2 separate regions of the Sus scrofa genome follow, and region 1 is linked to region 2. A link is a contact called in public Hi-C data. All regions are on one chromosome and are shown on one strand. Each heading gives the region's core, a stretch centred on a gene start, on an enhancer-like site or on the middle of the called end of the contact. The rest is flanking DNA. Distances are from core to core; before and after follow the strand shown.

Region 1 (4,782 bases), core at 1,688-4,187, 450 kb after region 2:
CAAGACAATGCAGTGCATCCCATCAGGGTATCCACACCTCCGAACGGAGGAGCATCTCCCTTCAAACAGCCATGCGGGAACGTGCAGTGTTTTCTGCTTTCTCTGTGTCTAACCATAATTTGGAGTGTGGCACTTAGAAGAAAGGGAGAATGTTTATTTCATTCAAGTAATGGCCACTGTTTCCATTCACTAAAAATCCGGGAAAAGATAAGTCTGGAAGTGACATTTCTGAAATACACTAGTTAAGTCGATGTGTATAGGAGTAAGTGCTTAGCACAGACAAGCTCAGCCTGTGTTCCTACTTCGCTCTGTGCTGGCTATACCCTTAGTAGGATGGTCTAAGGCTTGTTACTCAGAATGATGCATTAAGCACAAATTATATTAAGCCAAATAAAACAGGGTTCCCTAGTGGCTCAGCATGTTATGGATCTGGTGTCACTGCTGTGGTGCAGGCTCATTCCCTGGCCCTGAAACTTCCACATGCCACAGGTGCAGCCAAAAGAAAAAGTAAATACTAAAAAAAAAGAAAAAAAAAAATCTGGGAGTTCCCATTGTGACTCAGTGGGTTCATACTGTGTCTCAGTGTGACCTAGTGTTCCTGAGAATGCACATTCGATCCCTGGCCTTGCTCAGTGGGTTAAGGATCCGGTGTTGCCATGAGCTTCGGCATAGGTCACAGATGTGACTTGGATCCATTGTTGCCATGGCTGTGATACAGGCCGGCAGCTGCAGCTCTAATTCAATCCCTGGCCTGGGAACTTCCATGTGCCACAGGTGTGGCCTTAAAAAGAAGGAAAAAATCTGGAAGATGGAGAAAGATAAAGGAAATGATCAGCTTTTTCTTTTTTGCTATTTCTTGGGCCGCTCCCGCGGCATATGGAGGTTCCCAGGCTAGGCGTCGAATCGGAGCTGTAGTCTCTGGCCTACACCAGAGCCACAGCAACGCAGGATCCGAGCCACATCTGCAACCTACACCACAGCTCACGGCCACGCCGGATCGTTAACCCACTGAGCAAGGGCAGGGACCGAACCCGCAACCTCATGGTTCCTAGTTGGATTCGTTAACCACTGTGCCACGGCGGGAACTCCCATGGTCAGCTTTTAATACCTTGTTAGAAACATTCCCTCTGGAATATCCAGTGAGATTTGCTGAGTGTGAAGAGGTTTTAAACAGTCAAATAAAAAATTGATGTGGGGGCCTGCCAGATCTTCCTCAGTAAGACCTGAAAGTCAGAGTTCCCTTGTGGCTCAGCACATTAAGAATCCTGTTGCTGCAGTGACTCAGGTTGCTGCTGTGGCATGGATTTGATCCCTGGCCTGAGAACATCTTTCACATGTCATGGGTGTGGCCAAAAAAAAAAAAAAAGACCTGCAAGTCATTCCAGTTAGAAAAACACAAGATTGGATTATTCTATTGAGAAATAGTTTTATTAATCTGCTCACAAAAACTTAACCTAAGCAGTTTAATAGCTTTTTTTTTTTTTTTTGGCCACACCCGAGGCATGTGGAAGTTCCCAGGCCAGGGATCAAACTCGGCACTGCAGTTTCAGCCTGTGCCACAGCCGCTCAACACTGGATCTTTACCTCCAACTGTGCCACACGGCAACTTCCATAATAGCCATTTTTAAAAGCTAAGTCACAGTCCATCTCTAACTCACATGATGAAACCTCCTCTGGTATTCACAAAACATAGTAAACGAAATGCTACACAAAAGTGCTACATGCGAAGTGTTTGTTCCTTTATTCTCAAAGACAAGGAGAAAAGAAAGCACATAGTGTACTTGAAAATTCTAGAAGCAGTTGAGTCATTTGTATCTGGTAGTTAGGGGCTTGGGTTCCTGCCCTGCCCTTCTCAGCAAAGCCAAGAGTTCACCTGAGGTAATACATTTGCCTTGAGGGTGAGGACTGAATTGCAGCAAATAACTTACATGTATTTGCATATTTAATCAGTACTCAGAAGAGATTATAACAAAAACCTGTTCTGGAGAGTTGCTTACTCATGGCCTTTGGAATTGTGTGGCGCTGGGACAGGCAGGTGCCAACTGTTTGCTCATTCTCTGACCTACTGGCCTTCCACAGTTTGCTGTGTGGGTGTTGAGACTACTGAAATAAAGTGAGTTGTGTTAGATGGCCCCCGCTGTCTACCCGAACACCCTGGATTCATTTGCGATCTGGGATCCTAGTTCTGCAGTTGGGCTACTGGCCCAAACTGTGGCCCAGAGCAAGTGAGTCAGTTCTGAGTGGCTGGCTCTGACTCTCTGGGAACAGAGACGAAATGCAGCCTAGAGCGCTTGTCAGCCAAATCCACAAATGTGTGGCAGTTTGGAAACCCTGGACATCTGTTCCTCTTCATTTAAAATAAACCTTTTTGAAAAGCACGGCGTTGCTTGGCTCCTCGATGCGTTGGGTCAGCAGCAGTTGCCGCTCTGAGGCAGCCTAGAAGCGGAGTTAGGAAGTTGGGAATCTCTGGGGCGCGCTTCCGAGAAAGTGGACCTGCAGCGCCTTGGGAAGGGAGGCAGGATTTACGGCCGCCGGTCCGTTTGGAAATCCCCTTCTGCGGTCGGCAGCCCAGGTGTGCAGCCCGCGGGGGAACCGTTTCCACATGACTCAGGACGCGACGGGACGGCCTGGCCGCACTCCAGCACGTTTTCCACCATGGAGGGTCTGTTTGCGTTGGAAACCACATTCCTGAATTCTTGAGGGGACGCCTCTGGCTGATTCTGAGGATCAGCCTGAGAGGGGACACCCCCCCCCGCCCCCGGCCCTTTGGAGCGTTTCCAGGGAGGGGTTGCCACGGGTCGCGCGGCTCGCGGGGACGGCCTTCCCCCCCAAAGCCCTGCGGGGAAAAGCCTTGTTTATTCAAGGAGGCCTCCGAAGGCCACGTTTCTCGCCCCCCACCTAATCCCCAACGTCATTTCCCTTTGTTGCCATCTGCCCCCCTCGAGGGAACAGCCTGAGCAGCTTTTTCCTTCAGGCCGCGTCGACTGACCCCGCCGGACAGCATTGCTTCATTGTGTCCCCGTCTGTTTCCGATGGGGGGCGGGTGTTTTCTCGGAGGGCGGCGGCTTGGGATTTGAAAAGAGGGGTGGTTCCGCCTTTCCCCGAAGGTGGGGGATGACTGTTCACATTACTTTTGTCTTCCTTTGGCTCCTCACCAGGTTGTGTAGGAAACAAAAGAGCAGCTCAGGTTCACTTCTCTTGGCAGTAAGTGCTGAAGCCCAACGCTCCACGTCACCAGAGAACCTTGTTGTTCTCACCCTCTTTTCATTACTTAAGAAGATAAAAGCCAAAAATAACAAGAGGAGGCCTTTTTCTGCCTTTCATTTTTTTGGGCACCTCCTAGTGTCTTGAGAATCGGTTTCACTTGAGTGACAGTCCTAAGCCTCTTCAAGCAGCCAGACTTTCTCTATCTAATCTCACTTGGTTTGGTTTTTTTTCTTTGGTTGGGTTTTTTTTTTTTTTGGTCTTTTGAGGGCTGCACCCGCGGCATTTGGAGGTTCCCAGGTTAGGGGCAGAATCGGAGCTGTAGTCCCTGGCCTACACCGCAGCCACAGCCATGCCAGATCCAAGCCATGTCTGCGACCCACACCACAGCTCACCAGCAACCCCACTGAGCGAGGCCAGGGATCGAACCTGCATCCTCATGGGTGCTAGTCAGATTTGTCTCCGCTGAGGCACAAGGGCCACACCCTTGAGGCTCGCTCCAGTCTGCCCCTTGCACCAGCCCCTTCTTCCTGCTCCTGTGTCCCCTCCATGGTTTGTTCTTTGTTCACAACCACTGATCAAGATTAGCTCCCAGGAACCTTCTCTGATGTGCCCTGTACCAGGAAACACAGTGGATTTATTGTAACTGTGATAATGATTGCTTGCTTGCTTTGCACCAGGCACTGTTTTCAATGCTGTTTTATGTGTATTGTATTTAATCATTAAATCCTTACAATAGCCCCATGAGGAAATTAAGCAGAGAAGTCCAGTGATTTGCTGGAGGAAACAAGGAAGTAGAGCAAGAATTCAAATATTCTGGATCCTAGCCACTCAGTTCTGCGGAAAAGTCTGGTACAAAAGTCCAAACTTCTGCTTACTTGTTTCATCTTATGATCACAAGGTAGGTGATGGGGAAAGGGAGAGTGCAGCACATTAAAAGGCCACAGCTGAAAAAGTTTTGCATTTAAATTGACGAGCAGCCTTTGCACGTCCCTATGCCAAGTGTTGGAAAAGCCAGCTCCACTCTTAGCCATCCTGTGTGGGCAGGTTCCTGGTAATGTTTGCTGTAATTATGATTACAAGGCAATTTCTACTTGTACAGACCTTTTTTTCTTTTTCAAAGCACTTTCACATCTTGAGTTTTATTTGGTCTTCCTAACAACCCTATGAAATATTTAGGGCCAGTAGTGGTATTAGACACATTTGGGGAAGAAATTTTTTTATCCACTTTTTAAATCTCTACCACTTAAGGTACTATAGGGAAGAGACAAAGCTTTGGAAAAATGATCTCCCTCTGGGAGTTTTCAGTCTTCTTGGCGGTTATGCGTATATGCAGGTAAATACAATGTAGAGTCAAGATGAAGGCCATGAGAAAGAGAGTTGCTGACTAGGAAGGATCTGGAATGATTTCATGCTGATGTGGCAATTGAATTGCCAGGTAGGGGCGGGGCCAGGGGAAGTCCTGGGAGACAGCAGGAAGGCACCTTCGGGGGAGCTGTGTGTAGGATGGGTAGAAGAGACAAGACCAGTGAGCCATATTCTTTGCCCACCTTCGTTTCTGTGTCCTTTCAAGTGCCT
Region 2 (4,871 bases), core at 403-2,902:
GGAGAGAAGCTCTTTTTTTGGCCTTTGTGCCTGGATTGGTTACAGAGGAAGACTTGCCTTGAGAGTCTGTAGGTTTTGTCCATTCACTTCCCAGAAATCCTTTGTAGTTTAAGGACATTTTCATTTGCCAATACTCAGTTGGCTTTGGGAACAGACATGTAGATTGAAACATAAAAACAGGAAATCGATTGTATTCTTTCTAGGCATATTAACTCATGTTGTCTTTTTAAGTTCAGCAGCTCATAGTGAATTGTTTTCAAAAGCCTGATAGTTTTCAAAAGTTTCACACACATGATTTCATATAATCCCATAAAAACATTTTTTTAAAATCCCCAACCCTGGAATTCCCATTATGACTCACCTATGGCAAAGCCGATCAGTATCCATGAGGACATGGGTTCGATCCCTGGCCTTGCCCAATGGGTTAAGAATCCGGTGTTGCTATGGCTGTGGCATGGGCTGGCAGCTGTAGCTCTAATCCAACCCCTAGCTCGGGAATTTCCATATGCCATGGATGTGACCCTAAAAAGCAAAACAAAAAAACCCAACCCCTAGATTGCCCCTCCCCTCTCCACACTGTTTTTCTAAATCTGTGAGTTTGCTTCTTTTTTGTTTAATTCACTAGTTTATTGTGTTTTTAGTTCCACGTGTAAGTGATAGCATGTAGTATTTGTCTTTATCTAACTTACTTTACTTAGCATCATGCCCCCTCATGTTGCTGCAAATGGCAAAATTTCATTCTTTTTTATGGCTAATATATATACCACGTCTTTTTTTTTTTTTTTTTTCCTCTTCTCTGTTTCTCTCTCTCTCTTTTTTTTTCCCTGGCCACCCCACAGCTTATGGAGTTTTCAGGCCAGGGATCACATACAAGCCACAGTTGGGACCTACACCACAACTTTGATCCTTTAATCCAGTGTGCCAGGCCGGGGCTCAAACCTGCATCCTGGTGCTGCAGAGACATGGCTGATCCTCTTGCACCACAGCGGGAGCTCCTATACTACATCTTTTTTATCCATTCATCTGTTGATGGACATTTAGGTTGCTTCCATACCTTGGCAATTGTAAACAATGCTGCTGTGAATATTGGGGTGTATGTATCTTTTTGAATTAAGAGTTTGGGGGTGGGGTTGGATCAGTACCCCAGGGTGGAAGGACCAGATGATTTTGGAGAGAAATTTGAGCTCCATTATTTCAGCCTCCTAAAAGTTTTATAATCATCTTCATAGGGCCCAGCTGTTCACAACTGGCTGCCATTACATCCTGGATCCACCTTTTCACTCTCTCTCTCAGAAGCCAGTCCCCCTGAGCAGACAGATCAGGCTTTCTTCTGGAAAGGATGAGGCTCGTCTGGTTATGGGGATCCCCTGTGCATGTTTTCCAGGCCTTCTCTGTGGTGAGCTAGGAGGAAGTACTGGTTGTGGGCATCTGCTGAATTTGAAAAGTCTGATCATTAAGTGACTTAGATCCTAGAATCTCCCCATTTCAGCAATAAAATGTGGCACCCGGGCCCCACATCACCTTTTTTTTTTTTTTTTTTTTTACCATTCAGTTCCTTGCATCATTTGCATCATGTATGCTCCCATGCCCTTGGAATTTTATGACTCCATGCAGCAGATATTTCCTCCTTTAGAGCCAGTCCCTTCCCTGCCCCTCCCTCCATCTGTTTTGAGAATGTGAGGGCGAATCGAGAGCTACCAAAGCTCAAAGCCAGTGGAGGAGGGCTGGAGGTGGCCATGCTTCCAGCCCTGGGCAGCACGCTGGCTTTTTACCCCATCTCAAAGTTTCTAGACAGATATGTGAAAACTCTGCCTACACCATAAACACATACAGAGGTCTTTGTTCTTTCGTATTTGTTCTTTCCTGGTCTTTCCGGGTGACCTGTGTCCTACTGTGGAAATCATACAGAGTCAGGAAATTCTTCCCTTATAATTAACCCAAGTCACTCTCCTTTCCATCTAAGCCCATTTCCTCTTGTTATTGCAGAGACGATGGAAGAAATCCCCTTTAATCTTCTTTCCTCTTGGCCAACTGTTCAGTTTCTTTAGGTTGCACTTGGCTTCTCATTGTGGAAGGTTTCATCATCCTTTAGTATCATTCTTCCCATATCCTTCTTCAAGGGTGAAACCCAAACAAGATCCAGTATTATTTTGCTTGGGTTTTAAGCTCTTTGACATGGAGCCTGGGGTTTACTTGGACCCTGAATAGCTAACTCCACCAGACCAACCGTGGATGCAGAAAGGCATGAGAAAGGAAAAAGGACTGACCTGACCTTCCCCAGCAGGATGTTGAGATGGGGTGTTTAGCCAACACCCCAAGGGCGGGGGTTTTACTAATCCTTTGTTTCTCTATCTAAGACTTTTGTTACCTTCTCACTGAGATGGTACCTGGTATATTACCTTGAGCAAACCTAGAGAGACAGGCAGACTGTCTGTCATCTCTCTGTGTACCTTTTGTACTTTGATGTTTATGAAGTACTTTCTTTCATACACAGTATCTCATTTAATTCTCATATGCATGTGGTGTGACTGTGAATACTATTTTGTTGTGCCCATTTTCCAGAATAGAAACTGAGTTACAGAGAAGTTACTTGACTTGACCAAGTTAGTAACATAGCGAGTATATGGCCACGTCAGGAGTCACTCTGGCAGTCCATCTCTTTGAAGCCCACAGGCCTGTGGATGGTAGGTTGGAAGCAAGCACCAAGCGCTTTAATAAGACTCATAGAATATTATTCTAAATGCAAGGATCATGGGGAGCTTCAGTCCCATCCCATTTTGCTTTTTTGGTTTGGTTTGGTTTTTTGCTTTTTAGGGCCGTACCCACAGCATATGGAGGTTCCCAGGCTAGGGGTCAAATCAAAGCTACAGCTCACAGCAATGCCGGATCCCAGACCCATTGAGTGGGCCAGGGATTGAACCTGTGTCCTCATGGATGCTAGTTGGATTCATTTCTGCTGTGCCACAACAGGAACTCCCCATCCCTACATTTTGAAGAACCAAATAGATTAGAGTCAGCCTTTCATCTCTTTTCTCCAGGCTCCTGAAAAGGCCAAAGAGGAGAGATAGGGGACTTTTTTTTACTCTGCACTTCATTTACTTTGTTTTACTTCTTGTTCTCAACAAGGTATGAAGAAGGCATGGTTTTCATCTACAGATGTAAAAGATGTGGAAGCTGAAAGCGGCTAAATAAATTCGCCCACAGTCAAGTAGCTATTAAGTTGTAAAACCAGGATTTTATCCTGAATTTCTGAGCCATGACTAGATCTTCTTATCATGCACAGACATGCCAGGGCTCATGCAGCCCCCAGATGTTACAGCCGAGTAGTCGGGTGGGCATCTGCTTCCGTCATGTCCATGCTCCTTCCGGGGCACCTACTCCACTGATAACGGTTGACCTTCCCAGAGCCAGGAGTGTGAGAGGCTCTGCCTCCGGCGGGGAGGACGTCAGGCCTGAGTCTCTTCAAGTGAAGGAGGAGCCCACATGTTTGATCTGTTGCCACCTCCCCCACAAGTATTCATCTTTCAGTGGTCCTCCTACTTTTAGAAGGAATTGCCGCCTTCCAGACTTTCAAAGGGGCCAGAAATGAGTGGTTTTGGCTACTAAACAGGAAACTCAAAGCCCTTTCCGTTCCTTTGAGCTGACTGGAAGGGTTGGGCCTGGAACCGTTACTTTCCTTTAAAGGACAGAAGAAAAGTTTTGTGTAGTTTTTAAAAAACAAAACCAAACCAAAAAAAACCCTTTCCTGGAGTCCTGAACACCAGGCCTGGTTGATACACAACATGGAAAAGAGTCGCCCTGTTGCCTGGCAGTAATAACAGCAAACAAATGCGTCTGACAGTCTGTTTGGGATCTCCTGGTCTGAAATTCTGTTTGCTTCATTCTAATTGCTTCCTTCACTTCCTCTTAGTCTCCCCACCTTCGGTACCACCCTCACTCAAGGGAGCGCCAGACTGTGCCCGGTTGTGCCAGGCTGGGCTGCGCCCCACAGGATACAGCGACCCAGCCGGGCTATTCTCGTCTGTGTGTCTCTTTGCAAGATGCCTGTTGTTCTCGGGGAATGTTTTTCTCATCATAAATGTTGGCTTGGCCGGGGCCCAGTGTGGAAGCCAGGGTGAAAGAGCTTCCAGAGTTCTGCCCCAGAGATTCAGCTGATCCTGAGTGCCAGGCGGAAGAAACAGGTTCACAGATACTGTCGCTAGGTGGGTACCTTGAGCAGGTACAGCCATGAAAAACAGCCTTCATGGGGTTCGGCACCCTTTGCAGAGTGTGGGCTTCTGCCAGCACACTCTTGTCGAACAGGCCTGGAGGAACTGTGGTGGCCTTGCAAGGCACCTCGGGGCCTGGCTGGCATTTCTCTTCTCTGCCATGTGCCCTCCCCCACCCTACTATCTAGGAATTCTAATCTGTGCCAGGCCAGAGAAAGGCCCTGCCACCAAACCAGATTGGACCCCCACCCACCCACCCCCCGCAGAGCGGTGACTTCTAAACATTTAAAGTCACATACCCCTACCAGTGAAAGGTTAGAGCTTATATTCTTAATATGGCTGTTTATTAATAAATGATGTACATAAGTTGCTATGTAATATGTCCATTATGAACATATATTTAAAAAATTTTTTTTCTGTAGTTACGGTTGTGGTGCAGCAGAAACAATCCGACTAGGAACCATGAGGTTGTGGGTTTGATCCCTGGCCTCACTCAGTGGGTTAAGAATCTGGCATTGCCATAAGCTGTGGTGTAGGTCGCGGACACGGCTCAGATCTGATGTTGCTGTGGCTGTGGCTGTGGCTGGAAGTTGTAGCTCCAGTTGGACCCCTAGCCTGAGAACCTCCATATGCCACAGGTGTGGCCCTAAAAAGAAAAAAAAA

Evidence for each region. A called contact is a pair of places that touch in the nucleus more often than the background predicts.
Region 1: a contact with region 2 is called in a Hi-C map of embryonic fibroblasts, with 1.8 times the contacts expected there. The contact joins two enhancer-like sites. A contact is called at or near these places in 3 of 47 Hi-C or Micro-C datasets (embryonic fibroblasts, heart right ventricle and subcutaneous adipose tissue) and 1 of 2 datasets of contacts at active chromatin or transcription factors (skeletal muscle).

Annotation. Positions count from the first base shown.
Region 1 is chr12:36,066,339-36,071,120 of Sscrofa11.1, forward strand. No RefSeq gene overlaps it. Among named protein-coding and RNA genes, the nearest start is that of MIR21, 3.5 kb to the left of the region's middle. Within about 2 kb of position 2,938, at least 58 of the 83 cell types and tissues checked have an H3K27ac peak or open chromatin away from gene starts, as enhancers often do. A contact at or near this core is called in embryonic fibroblasts, skeletal muscle and subcutaneous adipose tissue, where this site is marked.
Region 2 is chr12:35,622,044-35,626,914 of Sscrofa11.1, forward strand. All of the region lies in intron 2 of YPEL2 (protein yippee-like 2), which reads left to right. Among named protein-coding and RNA genes, the nearest start is that of YPEL2, 51 kb to the left of the region's middle. Within about 2 kb of position 1,653, at least 36 of the 83 cell types and tissues checked have an H3K27ac peak or open chromatin away from gene starts, as enhancers often do. A contact at or near this core is called in embryonic fibroblasts, skeletal muscle and subcutaneous adipose tissue, where this site is marked.